Regions from separate parts of the Mus musculus genome. Here region 2 is linked to region 1. A link is a contact called in public HiChIP or PLAC-seq data. All regions are on one chromosome and are shown on one strand. The core of a region is the stretch at or near the end of the contact, and the rest is flanking DNA. Distances in the headings are between cores, read along the strand shown. Region 1 overlaps Evl (Ena-vasodilator stimulated phosphoprotein). Region 2 overlaps Ppp2r5c (protein phosphatase 2, regulatory subunit B', gamma).

Region 1 (6,506 bases), core at 1,846-4,345:
GAGGGCAACCCCCAGGCTGTGGATGGATGCTTGAGAGTTTGGGTCATTGAGTTTTGCCTAGGATGTTTAGTAATCTATAGCTGGTCTCTGCTGCTTTGTGAGTTCTTTTTCCCATCCTTTATTCTACCCCCCCCACCCCCCCTGTTTTAACCCCCCCCCATCACTAAATAAGAGAGAAAGAAGGAGGGAGAGAGGGAGGGAGGAAGACAGAGAGAGAGAGAGAGAGAGAGAGAGAGAGAGAGACCCTGAATATAATTTCTTTGTTCTTTGAACACAACTATTAACAAGCCACATCCAACCGCAAACACCCCCCCCCCAATGACCACCAATCAGCCTCTTGGGGCCCTAGCATTTATTTACCCTCTGAAAAGTTCTAGAATTCCAACTGTCACACAATAGCAGACACTATCTGCAGCTAGCAAAACTATGACTCTGCTAGATCATGAGGCAAATCATAGTCTACTGCTGCAGTCAGTTTGGAGAAGCCCCATATCCACATACATCAGATTAGAACAAAAACACATTCTTATAATATCCCTGTGTTTAAAGAAAACAAAATTCCAAAATTCTCACTACAGTAAGCTGGTCTTTACAGAGCTGGTCCACTTAAGTAGCGCCTGCAGCAAGAGCTGCAACTGTGCTGTGAGAGTGAGCATGTCTGGCTAGCAGTTATTTGAATGTAAACCTTGGAAGAAAGGCCTAGCAGATAGTCATTGAAAATACAAGAATCTCCAGCAAGTCCAATTCCATTTTGATTTTTGAAGGTGTAGTTAAGACTCTAAGACACAGATAATGACAACACAAATACTGTCATATCAAAAGGCCTACTGAATGTTGCTAACTAACCTCATTGCATTGGAGATAGCAGATTTTGAGTGAAGATGTCTCTACCCTCTTTACTCTAACACCTCCCTGCTTCCTTCTTAAAGTGTCCTGCCTTTACCACAGAGGTGGATGGTGTGCCAGTTCTTCAGGAATGATCTCCTTTGCTATCATTCAAAGTTCCTTCTGTACTTGCTGTAGTTGCTATCCCAGAGGGCTGAGTGTTAAAAATTGATATCCCAGAGTGGTGTTGTTGAAAAGGTTGTAAGCCATTAGGAGGAGGCCATTAGGCCACGAGAGACATGTCCTGGAAAGTTTGGAGGGATCCTAGACTCCCAGTCTCTATGGGCTTTCTGGCTGTTAAGTCGTTTGCTCTGCCATCTGCTTTTGCCATTATGTGTCACCCTTACCAGAGGCCCAGAGAATGGGGCTGCCTGATTTGAGTTAAAACAAGTTTTAACAAACAGACCAGACCTTCAAAAGTATGAGTTCAGTCTCTTCAGTAGTCAGTGTCCAGGCATTTTGTTATAATGATAGAAAGGTGACTAACATGATGCTGTTGTGAAGTGAGTCCTTCAAAGAACACATGGACTCTTGAAGCCAATAGAACGCCTTTATTCTCTGGCCAGGGGCCACATTGGGGAACTTGCCCAAATTGTGTAACCATCAGCCTTAACTGATCTTGTCTTTTTATGCACAAAAACCATATCCTGGTTGACACACTTCAATTAGCAAGATCAGTTACCAGTAGGCAGAGCCACAGAAGCCAAACAACAAGGTCAGTGTATTTAAGGACTTTCCCAGAACTATAGACCTGCTGGATTAGGTCTTTGTTCTCATTTTGGCAGGTGTTAGGGTCTCTGTGCTGTGCTCTTAAGTCAGTGGTGCCTTGGTGTCTTTAATAGGTGTCAGTTGTTCTAGGTTCTAGGGGCCTGATATAATCTCATCTGTGTTCCACCAAGGTGAGATGAACAGTCCCTAGCCAGTTTGCTGGTCTCTCAAGGAAGTTTCCTAAGGGAACTGGCTTTGGGTTTAGTTCTTGATTTGTTTTTAGCAAACTCCCAAGTTCTTTAGAATCTGACAGTGCCTTTTGCAGGTCAAGTAGATGTTTCTGTGCTGACACAGTAGAGCCAGCAGCCTTGGTTCATCTGCTGCAGGTGTTGGTACATTCCTCTTCACTCATTCTGAAGTTCCTTTGTGGGGTCACCATTTACCCTAATCCTGCTGGTACCTTATATCTTAAGCTCTGTGCTGGTTCATCATATTACATTACATGCTGCTTTCTTAACAGAACGGCTTTCTTCCTCACTAAACTGCTTCTTTGGTGCCAACATCCCTTATCCTATATTCCCAACAGGTTCTGTTGTCTTTACATGATTGACTTAAGACCTGTTATGCATAGTTTTTATTTTTATTTTGTATGTGGGAAGGGGGCACATGGAACACACAACCGTTTTGAGAGTCAGTTCTTACCTGCTAACCACCTCAAGGCCAATCCATGAATTTTTAATAAAGCCATTCCTTTCAATGAACAGATGAGGAAGCCAGAGTGAAGGTGGGGATAACCAGGAAGTCATGTATAAAGCAAGGGCAGGCCAGAGCTCTTTTCCTTTCCTGCTCCTTCTCATAATTCTGCTAAGTGTATTACTAAAGCTCTAGGACTGAGTTAAAAGGTCTCCCAGAAGGTTCGCTCAAGCTACCTGCTTACTAAAACCAGAAAAGACGGTAGCACCAGGTAAAAGTGAGAGGGAGTGGGAGAGGAAACTGAAAGTTACTTTATCGCAGAGATGGTTACACATAGGCCAATATCTTCAGGAAATGAAAAAAATAACCTTTGTTATTGTAGTAACTAACTGATTCTGCTACTCTCCTTGATGAAGTGACAGTAGTGACTTACTTTGAAAACATCTGTAAAATGAGCAAAATCTACAATGGGTACTGAATCAAACAGGCGTCAGACAGTGTATAGGACTCTGACTCTTGAGAAGAAATATCATGATAAGCCCTACAGTGGCTAGAGGCCTCTGCCTCTGTTTGCTTTTCTATTTTAGGGAAGAAGGTGGAACTTAAGCTAACTGGTTCACAGGAGGCAGATCCTGAAATTCCAGGTCACATAGAGTTAGGCTTAGTAAGAACTAGAAAAAGAGGAAGCAGGTCTGAGCAGAGACAACTGAGTTCTGTTTAAAGGGCTTCCCTCTTTGGAGCTGTTGCCTAGTGGCTGTCTGTGCATGTGAGAGCACTCCTAGAAGCCAGCTCAGATTGCCCTCTGCAGAGCTAAGCAAGGAAGGGTGGTGTCAGAGCCGTGCAGGGTGGCAGCATGTGGGGCTGTCAGCTCAACCTGAGCTAAGAGACCCACCACAGTTTGACTGTGACATATCTCCCACAGGCTAGTATGTTAGGACCTGTGGTCTTCAGCTGATAGTCCTGTTTGAGAGAGTCATAGAAACTTTAAGAGGTAGCGCCTCACTAGGTGGAAGTGGATCACTGGAGGTAGGCCATGAGGTTTTATCCCCTGGCCCCACTTCCTGTCTGTTTTCTACTCTTTGACAGGTGGCACAGTATGACCAGGTTCCTAATACTGGTCTGCCATTTCCTGTCGTAAAAGACTTTCTCCCTTTGTTTGTTCATTTGTTTGGCAGGGTCTCATTCTGTGGACCAGCTGACCTTGAACTCACAGATCCACCTACCTGCCTCCTAAGTACCAGGATTAAAGTTGTGTACCACTACACCTGGACTGATCCCTTCTTAGACCATTAGCCAGACAAACCCTTCCTTGGGTTGCTCCTGTTAGGGGTTTTGTCACAGCAACAACACGAGTAACCAACACAAAAACCTGGCACTCAGAAGTGAGGCCATTCCTGGGATAAACCTGACCACATGGTTTGTAGGCTTTTGAAACTGGCTTGTGTGAGGAATGAGAATTCAGAATGTAGCGCTCTAGACTAAAGAAGCCCCAGAATATTATAAACTGAACTTAGTGGGCATCTGGTGGAGCCCAGAAGACCAAAACCTGAAAGAACTGCAGGCCCGCACCATGGCTCAGTCGATATAGTACCTGCCATGCATGTAGGATCTGAATTGTCCAGATCTCTGGCATCCATATAAAGGGTGGGTGTGGCAGTATGCATCTGTAAGCCCACTTCAGGGGTTAAGGAGGTGTCACAGACCCCTGCAGCTCACTGACCAACCATCCTGGCCAATGATGAGTTCCAGGGTCAGAGAGGACCTTGTCTCAAAACTAAGATCGCCTGGCTCATAAAGTTTCAGAGCCGAACAAGGACTTTGTCAGGACCTGAGCTAGAGTCCGTTCTTGTGATATTCTGGGGAGAATGTATGTCTGTATTCTGCCCATGTCCTTAGACCTTGAATGAGGCTCAATTCAAAAGTAGTGAGCTTGCTAGGCCTGTAATTTTAGAATTCAGGAGGTAGAAGCAAATGGATCTTTGTGAGTTTGAGATTAGCCTTAACTACAAAGGACATTTCAAGGCAGCAGAGCCACTCAACCTGTGGCAGTGCCTTTCCACTGGCTCCTGTTGAGGTAGACAGTGAGAGCAGCAAGTGAAACAAAATATCAGCATGTACATTTGTGGAGGAAGGAGCTATGAGCAAGCTGAAGTTATAGATACAGGGGTGCAAATGCAGCTGTAGTTACTAGATAGGAACCTCCTATTTTATAGGGATGATATGGAAGGTTCCCTGAGGAGAAGACCTGAGCCATCCAAAGCTCTAACTTCTGAATTTGCAAATTCATTTGACCAGAGAACCTGAAGTAAGTGTGTCTACAGGGGTTCCCTGATGGATAAATGCCTATGGAAGTGTTTCCCTGGCTCTGCCTTTAAGGACAGAAGAACTCTGATCCAGGAAGATCAGGCTACATCTCCAGCTGGAGGTTCAAGGTAGGATGGTAAGAGAACAAGGATGGCTCACACCAGGGGTCCAGCCCACTGAAGCCAGGCAGTGTGTGGCAGGATCAGGAAAGCTCCAGGAGGCCTGTCTCAGGCTGAAGTGGAGGGTGATTAAAGAAGACTCCCAGTATCGCCCTCTGCCTCGTATACATGTGCACATACATGTATGCATGCACATGTAGGTACATGCATATGAACCTAAAGAACATGCTGGGCTGGGCTTGGTGGTTCATGTTATCATCCTCACACTCAGGAAGTAGAGAAAGGAGGTTCAGGGGTTCAAGGTGATTCTCAGCTACATAGGGCTTAAGGACAGCTGAAAAGAAAAGTAAACAAAACAAAACAAAAAACAAAACAAACAAACAAAATCCCAAGAGAAAGCAAAAGCAGATTTTGCCTTAAGCATGGCCAGAAGGAAAGGTCACTTTAGAAGAGGGGTCAGAATGATGGATTGCATGCTTTCAAAATGGAGGGAGCCATGGACCAAGGAATGTGGGTACTGTGTAGGAGAGGGAAGGGAAGGGGCTAACTCTTCTGCAGAGCCTCCAGAGCGGAGTGTACCGTTTCCACCGTCTTAATTTAACCTAGGGAGATCCATGTTGAAATCCGATCCCGGTGGACTTCTCACCTACTGTTAGTGTAATTATGAGATAATGCATTTTTATTGTTGTAAGCCACTACATTTGTGGTAAATTGTTATAGTCGTAACAATAAAGACTATAGAATAGAAAGTGTTCTTAATAAAAACTCCAAATTGTAGAAAATATAGGTATTAACAGAACTGAAGATGCTTAAGTCTCCTAGAGATTTTCAAGGCCTTTCAACAATTGATGAAATGTTTAGAGAAAATAGTGAGGACATAGAAGTTCTGCACCTATTAACCACCTTGACCTAACAGACGTTGTAGGAAACACACTTCCTCTCTGTGACCGACCACGGTATCTTCATCAAACTGAGCTACATACTGGGCCCTAGATGTCTCTGTGCAAGTAAAAGAATTGTGTTCATACCAAGAAACACAAAAGTCATACTAAAAGCATATATTCTGACCACAGTAGTCAATAGCAACAAAGCAAGAAAATACCGTAGATTCTGAAACAAAATTAAATAACATACTTCCAAATAATCCACAGTTACAAAGAAAAATTCACAAGGGAAAATAGCAAATACTCCAACCAGCTAAAACCAAAACCACAAGTCACAAACATGGTTTGCAGCTGACACTTGCTTGACAGGAAGTACAGATCTTTACTACCTCTGAAAATGCATGTTCAACACTCAAAGGTCATTCATCTCCCCAGTTAGAACAAACCCATTATGTCCTTCACACAGCTATCTCCCACCTTTGCAACAATGACATTTGAATGTATCTACTTGCTAACAGATCCATTCTTCACTGTGCCCCAGTCCTCCTTTCCTGCTTCATAGGATCTCACTCTGCAGCCTTGGTTGGTCTCAAACCCAAGACCCTCCAAGTGCTGGCCTTGCAGGTGCGCTCTTGCACCTAGCTGTAAAACTGTAAAAGCCTTCTAAAGACGAGGCCTGCCCTTCTTTCCAAATCTTGGTTTCTGGTTTCTAGCACCGTGTGCAACTTTTAGTGAGTTCTCTGCCAAGTTAAGAAGACATGAAGAATCTATCTTTGTGGAAACCCATGGGAATCGGCAACAGAGTCACCCTGTGTTAGAGAAATGAGGCCATGATCACTGAATAGCTGACAAAGCTGCCTTCCCATGTTTCTGCAGTGTTCTTTCAGATAGTGGTATCCCATAAGAAAGCAGT
Region 2 (6,247 bases), core at 776-3,275, 1.9 Mb after region 1:
TGTTGGTGAGGATCCAGGGAACATTCTGCTCAGACATATAGATATTGTCTGGTATGGGGGGAGAAGATGACCCGGGGAGCACTCTGTTCACACATACAGACATAATGTGTGTTGATGAGGATCCAGGAGCACTCTGCTCACCTGGGTAGATATTGTGATGGTTGGTGGGGACCTGGGAGCACTCTGCTCACCTGGGTAGATATTGTGATGGTTGGTGGGGACCTGGGAGCACTCTGCTCACTTGGGAAGACATTGTGATGATTGGTGAGGACCTGGGAGCACTCTGCTCACATATGCAGACATTGTGTGAATTGATGAGGACCTGGGAGCACTCTGCTCACATATGCAGACATTGTGTGTTTTGATGAGGACCTGGGAGCACTCTGCTCACATATGCAGACATTGTGTCTATTGATGAGGACCTGGGAGCACTCTGCTCACATATGCAGATGTTGTGTCTATTGATGAAGATCATCATTACTAGAAGATGCTGAGCAGGACACATGCTCTACTCTGGGAAAGCCACAAAGTTTGGCTTAGCAATAAGTCAAGACCCCAAACAGTTGCTTACCTCCTCTCAGAAAGGCTCTCTCCAGCCTGTCACGTTGCACAGCTGGACATTATGAAGGGCCATTCAGCTAAATCTGACTGAGCTTCATCTCATGGCCCAGTTGAGGTGGCCTGTTCTTTGGTGGCCATCAATGGTAGAGGCAACCATTAGCTCCTGCTGCCAGCACTGGGAAGGAGATGAGGAGTGGAAACTTTAAAACCTTGTGTGTTGTTTTCAAGTAGGCTGTCCAAAAGCTGAGTTGGGCTTTCGTAGTTACAGTTTGTCCCTCCTTCCTGAGGCTGTAGTGCCTGCCCAGTCAAGGGTGAGAATTCTTACAGGGCGGCCTCTGTAGGGTGGACATGGTTGGGGGCCTGGCAGAGAAGTGTGGGTGGGTGGGTGATAAGGGGTTGGTTGTATGTCTGTCGGGGCTTTCCTTTGAGTGTTCACTTGTCAGACATTTCTGAGCACATTTGTACTGTTAACAGTTTCAAGTGAGCAGCAAATGGCAGTGGTGCCAGGGGAGTAGCTGTGTGGCACGGGGGTGATGGTGCCGTGTGGCACAGGGTGAGAACTCTCCCAGGGATGTTCACAGCCTGGGGAGAATCGCCCCTTGAGCTGTGGGGAAGATGTGCACTGGTTTCCCTTTATTCATTTGTTAGTTTTACTTGTTTTACCACAAGTGAAATGCTGTCTTTGCTACGTTGCTATTAATGCCTTGATGTGTATAAAAAGCTCACATTTACCAAGGCGTGGGACATTTTGTTACTTTCTTGCTACTTCCATAAGAGAATTTGATATGGCAGAAGCGATCAGAACATCTGCACAAAGCTATCGATGAGTGGCAGTCTCAAGTGGTCTGGGCTGGTCTTGGAAATGTCCAAGATGACCCTGCCCTCCTGTCCTCACGCTGAGTACTGAGACTGCAGGCGTGCTCCACCATGCTGAGCTCAGCAGCAGTGTCCTAACGGAGGAACTGGACAGAGTACAGAACTGATTCACATTTGAGTGGAGTTTGGTTGGATTTTGTTTGGTTGTTGGTTGTTTTGTTCTTGTTTTATGGCATTGGAGGTGTGGGGATGCAACTGTGAGTCCATTGTCTGTAAGATGGGAGATACACACACACACACACACACACACCACACACACACACACACACACACACACACACACACACACTATCCCTTTAGAATGTTCCTAAAGTAAGAGAATGAATTTGCCTATTGTTAACATCCATACAGAAATGTTCTTATCTGAGCTGCAATCATACGGTGTACATTCAGAAGTGAAGCTTTATAGAACCTGGGGCCTGGGACCCACAGAGAGAGTCTAACACTGGGATCTTTAGTCCTTCATCTTACTTCCAACGCTGCTGTCTTCGTATTCTGTTGCTGTGAAGAGACACCACGGCCACCACCACAACTCTTACACAGGAAAGCATGTAATGAGGGCTGGCTCACAGTTTCAGAGAGTTAGCCCACTATCATCATGGGACTGGAGCGGTTGCTCAGAGCTCTACTTCCTGGTTCACAGGCACAGTGAGACTGGGCCTAGCGTGGGCTTTTGAAACCTCAGAGCCTACTCCCAAGTGACACAGTTCCTCCAACATGGACACACCCACTGCAGAAAGGACACAGCCCTAATCAGCTAGGGACTAAGCATGCAAACACATGAGCCTGTGTTGGCCATTCTTACTCAAGCCACCATAGCTGGCAAGGGTCAGCAAAGGCTGGGAGGAAAGGGTCACTTGCTTGGTCAATTGGTCTGTCTGTCTGTCTGTCTGTCAATCAGTCTGTTTTCCCAGTAGAAAAAAAGAACATAACCATGGGCATTAAAGTCACGTTCTTTTTCCTTGTTGAGTGGACGGCTGGAAACCCGAACTGCACACTTGGCTGAGTAATTAACCAAAGTGAGGATGATTTGTGGTACCCTCTCCTCTGTCCTGTGGGATGGCCACAGGGCCTCCAGATGTGGTCAGCATGCACCACAGTTGGCAACACCAGAGAAGATTTTGAAGTGATTCATAGTTGAATGTTATTTTGTTTAGTAATTATACACTAACAAATGTGACGGTGTGTAATTAGCACATTAAATCTCTGATTTCTTGGGTTACTGTTGCTTAGGCTGGGACTTAGTCAAAAGTGTGTCCACTGGAAGGAGAACTCGGGCAAAGGCCTGGCCTTGGTGCTGTGGTGAGAGACTCAGAGGAGGGTTGGCAAGCGGCTGGAGCAGGGCCTTCGGGACCGAGAGGTCGGGTTCAGCCTGCGAATGCTGCTCTGAGGACAGCTCCTCAGCCTCCCTCACACGGGGGGCCTCAACGCAGGGGTGCCTGTCCCAGGAGTCACACTGGCCTGCAGGGTCAGACTGCAGAGCCAACTGGTCCTGCCTCCAGCCTTTGTCTGCTGGTGCAGCTTTTGCTCATGAACCCTTAACTAGTGTGGCCCCGAGCAGGTTACCGAGTATGTTGGTGCTCCACAAAATGACCACGGAAGTGGCTCCCTGCAGAAGAGCTATGGGTCTTGAACAAGGTGAGGGGTGTGAATGCTTGGCCTGGGTCTACAACATACTAAAATCACTAGCCCCACTTAACGGAGCCTGACTGCCGGCGCTTCCATTTCTGGATGACTGTCTGGGCCTCAACATTGCCCCCAAGTAGTTGTGTGGCCAGACTGTTGAGGTGTGAAGTCAGATGTTAACAAGCCTAGCTGCCCTCCTGTGCCCTCTCTCACAGCCCTCTGCAGGCTCTGAGTCAGCCCCACCAGCACAAGCGTGTCACTGAGAAGCCCCTGGTGGGCTTCCCAGACTGCCTGGGAGTGAGGAGGCCAGCCTTGAATCAGAGGCTGTAAGAAGGCAGGGCTGAGATTCCTGGCTGTCAGTTTGACAAAAGTGTTAATAGGGTCACTGAGTTACTGAAAATGTCTGGTCTGATCACGTGGCTGGAGATTCTGTGGGCTCCTTTGGAGAAGCCACAATATTTGCAAGTCAGTCCCACCCTTCCCTGTGAGGCTGAGTTAGGTAATTGTCTGCTCTTTCTCAGGAGATTGTTAGGGTTGTCTGACAACAGGATGTTTATACCGCACAGCCTTAAAGGTCAAATTTGCATGAAAGTGTCTTGTCTCCTGTTCTCTCTTCACTGGGTCTGGGAGTTCTGTTCCAGCTGTCAGTACTGGATTGAAAGTTTTCAGTGGTCTGCACTCTGACTAAACGTGGTCCAGTCAGGACAGGTGCATCCTTGGTGTGGCCTCCACCTGAGAAGCTGAGCAGGTGCTGTGTTGTATCTGGACTACAGCCTCATTTGGCAGCATCAGAGACCTCGTGTGATGCTACACTTGACAGCAGTATTTCCAGAACAGGCTACTCAGAAACCTTTCTCAAAATTGAAGACCCAGAAAGCACGCCAGACCAGGCATATAGCTCAAGTGGAGTACCTGTCTGGCTTGCCAGAGGCCCAGGAGAAAAAGAAAAGAAACTATAGGACAATCCCACAGTTTGACATTTGAGTGTAGAGGCTGTTAGACCTGAGATCAGGCAAGAGGGGACAACCCTAGAGGTCCACTGTCATCCCCCGCCTCTGCATCTTTTAAAATTTAAAATACAAAGGCATGAGATATGAGCCTCTGCCACAGGACTGGCTAGGGGCTGGAGACCCTCGGGCATCTTCATGCAGTATGCAGTAAGACGTAAGTTTGCTTCTCTGGGAACCTTGGGTGGAAGTGGAACCATCTTGTTAGGGACTGTTCTGTCCAAAGGTGAATTTGCTGGAAGCTTTGAGGGAGCCTCAAATCTTACAACTTCCTCTCAGAGCGGGTCTGTTCACTTGTGACTCTGGAACCTCAGAGAAGGAAGGGGCTCAGGTGAGGGTCTGGTGGGACACTGCTCAGCTTCTGTGTCTGGGACTGTACTCAGGACATTCCCGGTGAGGAAAGGTGCCATCTTTGGGGACTTGGAACCTCTGATTCCAGTTCCTCTGATGACCTAGAACCAGGACACTGAATATTGGAGCATTCCCGGCCTTGGGCAGTGTGGGCGTATTGGCCACAACCGTCTAAGGAAGGGATGCCTGGCTCTGGCAGGCACAGGAGACAGTGCAGGGCTGAGCAGCAGCTGTGGACTTCCCAGGAGCAGAGATGTTTTGTAGACCTGAAGTCTCCACAGGCCACAGGACTTTGGCTGAGTGCCAAGTCTAGCTACCCTGTGGTCCCTAAAGGGTGTGGGTGAGGCAGCCCCTGGGCACCTCCCACATGCAGAGGTTGCCCACCGTCTTTCTCTACCCTTCCTTCCTGTGGTCTCACCTGCCTGTCACCTGTTGAACCTAAACCACAGCTATTGGAATGGATCTCACTAACAGCCAGAGTCTGCGACACTGTCAAGTGGCTGTTAGGAATGAGTCTGTCTCATATTTTAGAAACTTACATCTTGTGCCAGGGGATTTGAGGACAGTTGTTTACATGCTGTTTAAATTAAAAAAATTAAGTATAATGCCTCCATTTTAAACATTAGATATAATATGTGAATTTTTTCTAGCCTAACACTTAAAGATTATTCCCATAATTTAAATTTTTAGCATTTACCTTTGTAAACTTAAACAAGAATTGTTCTGTTAACTGTAGTTTTAAATCCTAAAATAAGATGGATAATATAAAATAAAAAATAAAAATAGAGTAAAAACCTGTTAGGCAGACATAGAAGAAATATTGACTACAGTGTTAATATTTGGGCTAAGTTGAATTCAAGGCAGAAAGGTTTTTTGAGTCGCAATTATTTCAGTGTGCACACAGTCTATAGATGGTAGAATCGCCACTAGCCTGTGTGACCTGGCTGGTGCTAAGGTAGACAGAGGGAGAACCACAGGGCATGATGGTCTCTACTTGATCCCTACTGCAGGGGTAGGAGGCAGCAGGTCATATGGTGGATACTGACTTATTGTGGAGAAAGATCTGAGAGTTTTGCATCTTAATCTGAAGGCAGCCAGGAAGAAGTGTCTCTTCTGCTCTGGGCATAGGACCTCAAAGCCCACCCCCACAGTGATGCACTTTCTCCAACAAGGCCACACCTACTGGAGCAAGGCCACACCTCCTAATAGTAATACTTCCCATGGGGCAAGCATATTCAGACCACCACAGTCCCCAGTGGTGTGCTCATTCAATCTGCATATCTGCTTTCAGGGGACCCCTTGGAGTGGCCTCCAGATGCCAACAGTATGAATCTCAGCAATCCCTTCTTGTATTGTTTGGTTGCTTGCTTTACTGTGAGCGTATACTTTTCTAGAGACAAAATTCTTTGAAAATATGCAATATGTGTTATGTGGTGTTAGCAGTCAGCTACCAAAATGTAGTTTCATCTAGAAACCCTGGCTCAGTAGTCCACAGTGGGGAATTTCATTTATAAGTTTGTTGTTCGGGTGTCTGAAGGCAAAGTCTCACTGTGTAGCTCAGGCTGGCTCATGATCTTCCTGCTACAGCATCACAAGTGCTGAAATGACAGGCACGAGTCAGTAATCCATCGCCAGCTTACCTGCAGGTTTTCCTGTGCAGTATCACTTTGTAAGTTTTACACACACACACACACACACACACACACACCATTACAGAAAGGAAAATGAACCTACTATAACCCTTCGTAAACATAAAAACTTTCAGGATAGTTTTGCACCCAAACCTAATTATCCAGTTGTTGACGGTATTAAGATGTGTATAGATG

Evidence for each region. HiChIP or PLAC-seq counts read pairs in DNA pulled down with a chosen protein or histone mark.
Region 2: an H3K27ac HiChIP or PLAC-seq map of bone marrow-derived dendritic cells shows a contact between it and region 1, with 5 times the contacts expected there. The contact joins two enhancer-like sites. A contact is called at or near these places in 1 of 484 Hi-C or Micro-C datasets (CD8 T cells) and 3 of 115 datasets of contacts at active chromatin or transcription factors (bone marrow-derived dendritic cells, large pre-B cells and thymic regulatory T cells).

What each region holds. Positions count from the first base shown.
Region 1 is chr12:108,628,301-108,634,806 of GRCm38.p6, forward strand. The region is part of intron 1 of Evl (Ena-vasodilator stimulated phosphoprotein); the gene reads left to right. Among named protein-coding and RNA genes, the nearest start is that of Mir342, 27 kb to the right of the region's middle. Within about 2 kb of position 3,096, at least 97 of the 459 cell types and tissues checked have an H3K27ac peak or open chromatin away from gene starts, as enhancers often do. A contact at or near this core is called in CD8 T cells and bone marrow-derived dendritic cells, where this site is marked.
Region 2 is chr12:110,501,491-110,507,737 of GRCm38.p6, forward strand. All of the region lies in intron 3 of Ppp2r5c (protein phosphatase 2, regulatory subunit B', gamma), which reads left to right. Among named protein-coding and RNA genes, the nearest start is that of Gm19605, 19 kb to the left of the region's middle. Within about 2 kb of position 2,026, at least 182 of the 459 cell types and tissues checked have an H3K27ac peak or open chromatin away from gene starts, as enhancers often do. A contact at or near this core is called in CD8 T cells and bone marrow-derived dendritic cells, where this site is marked.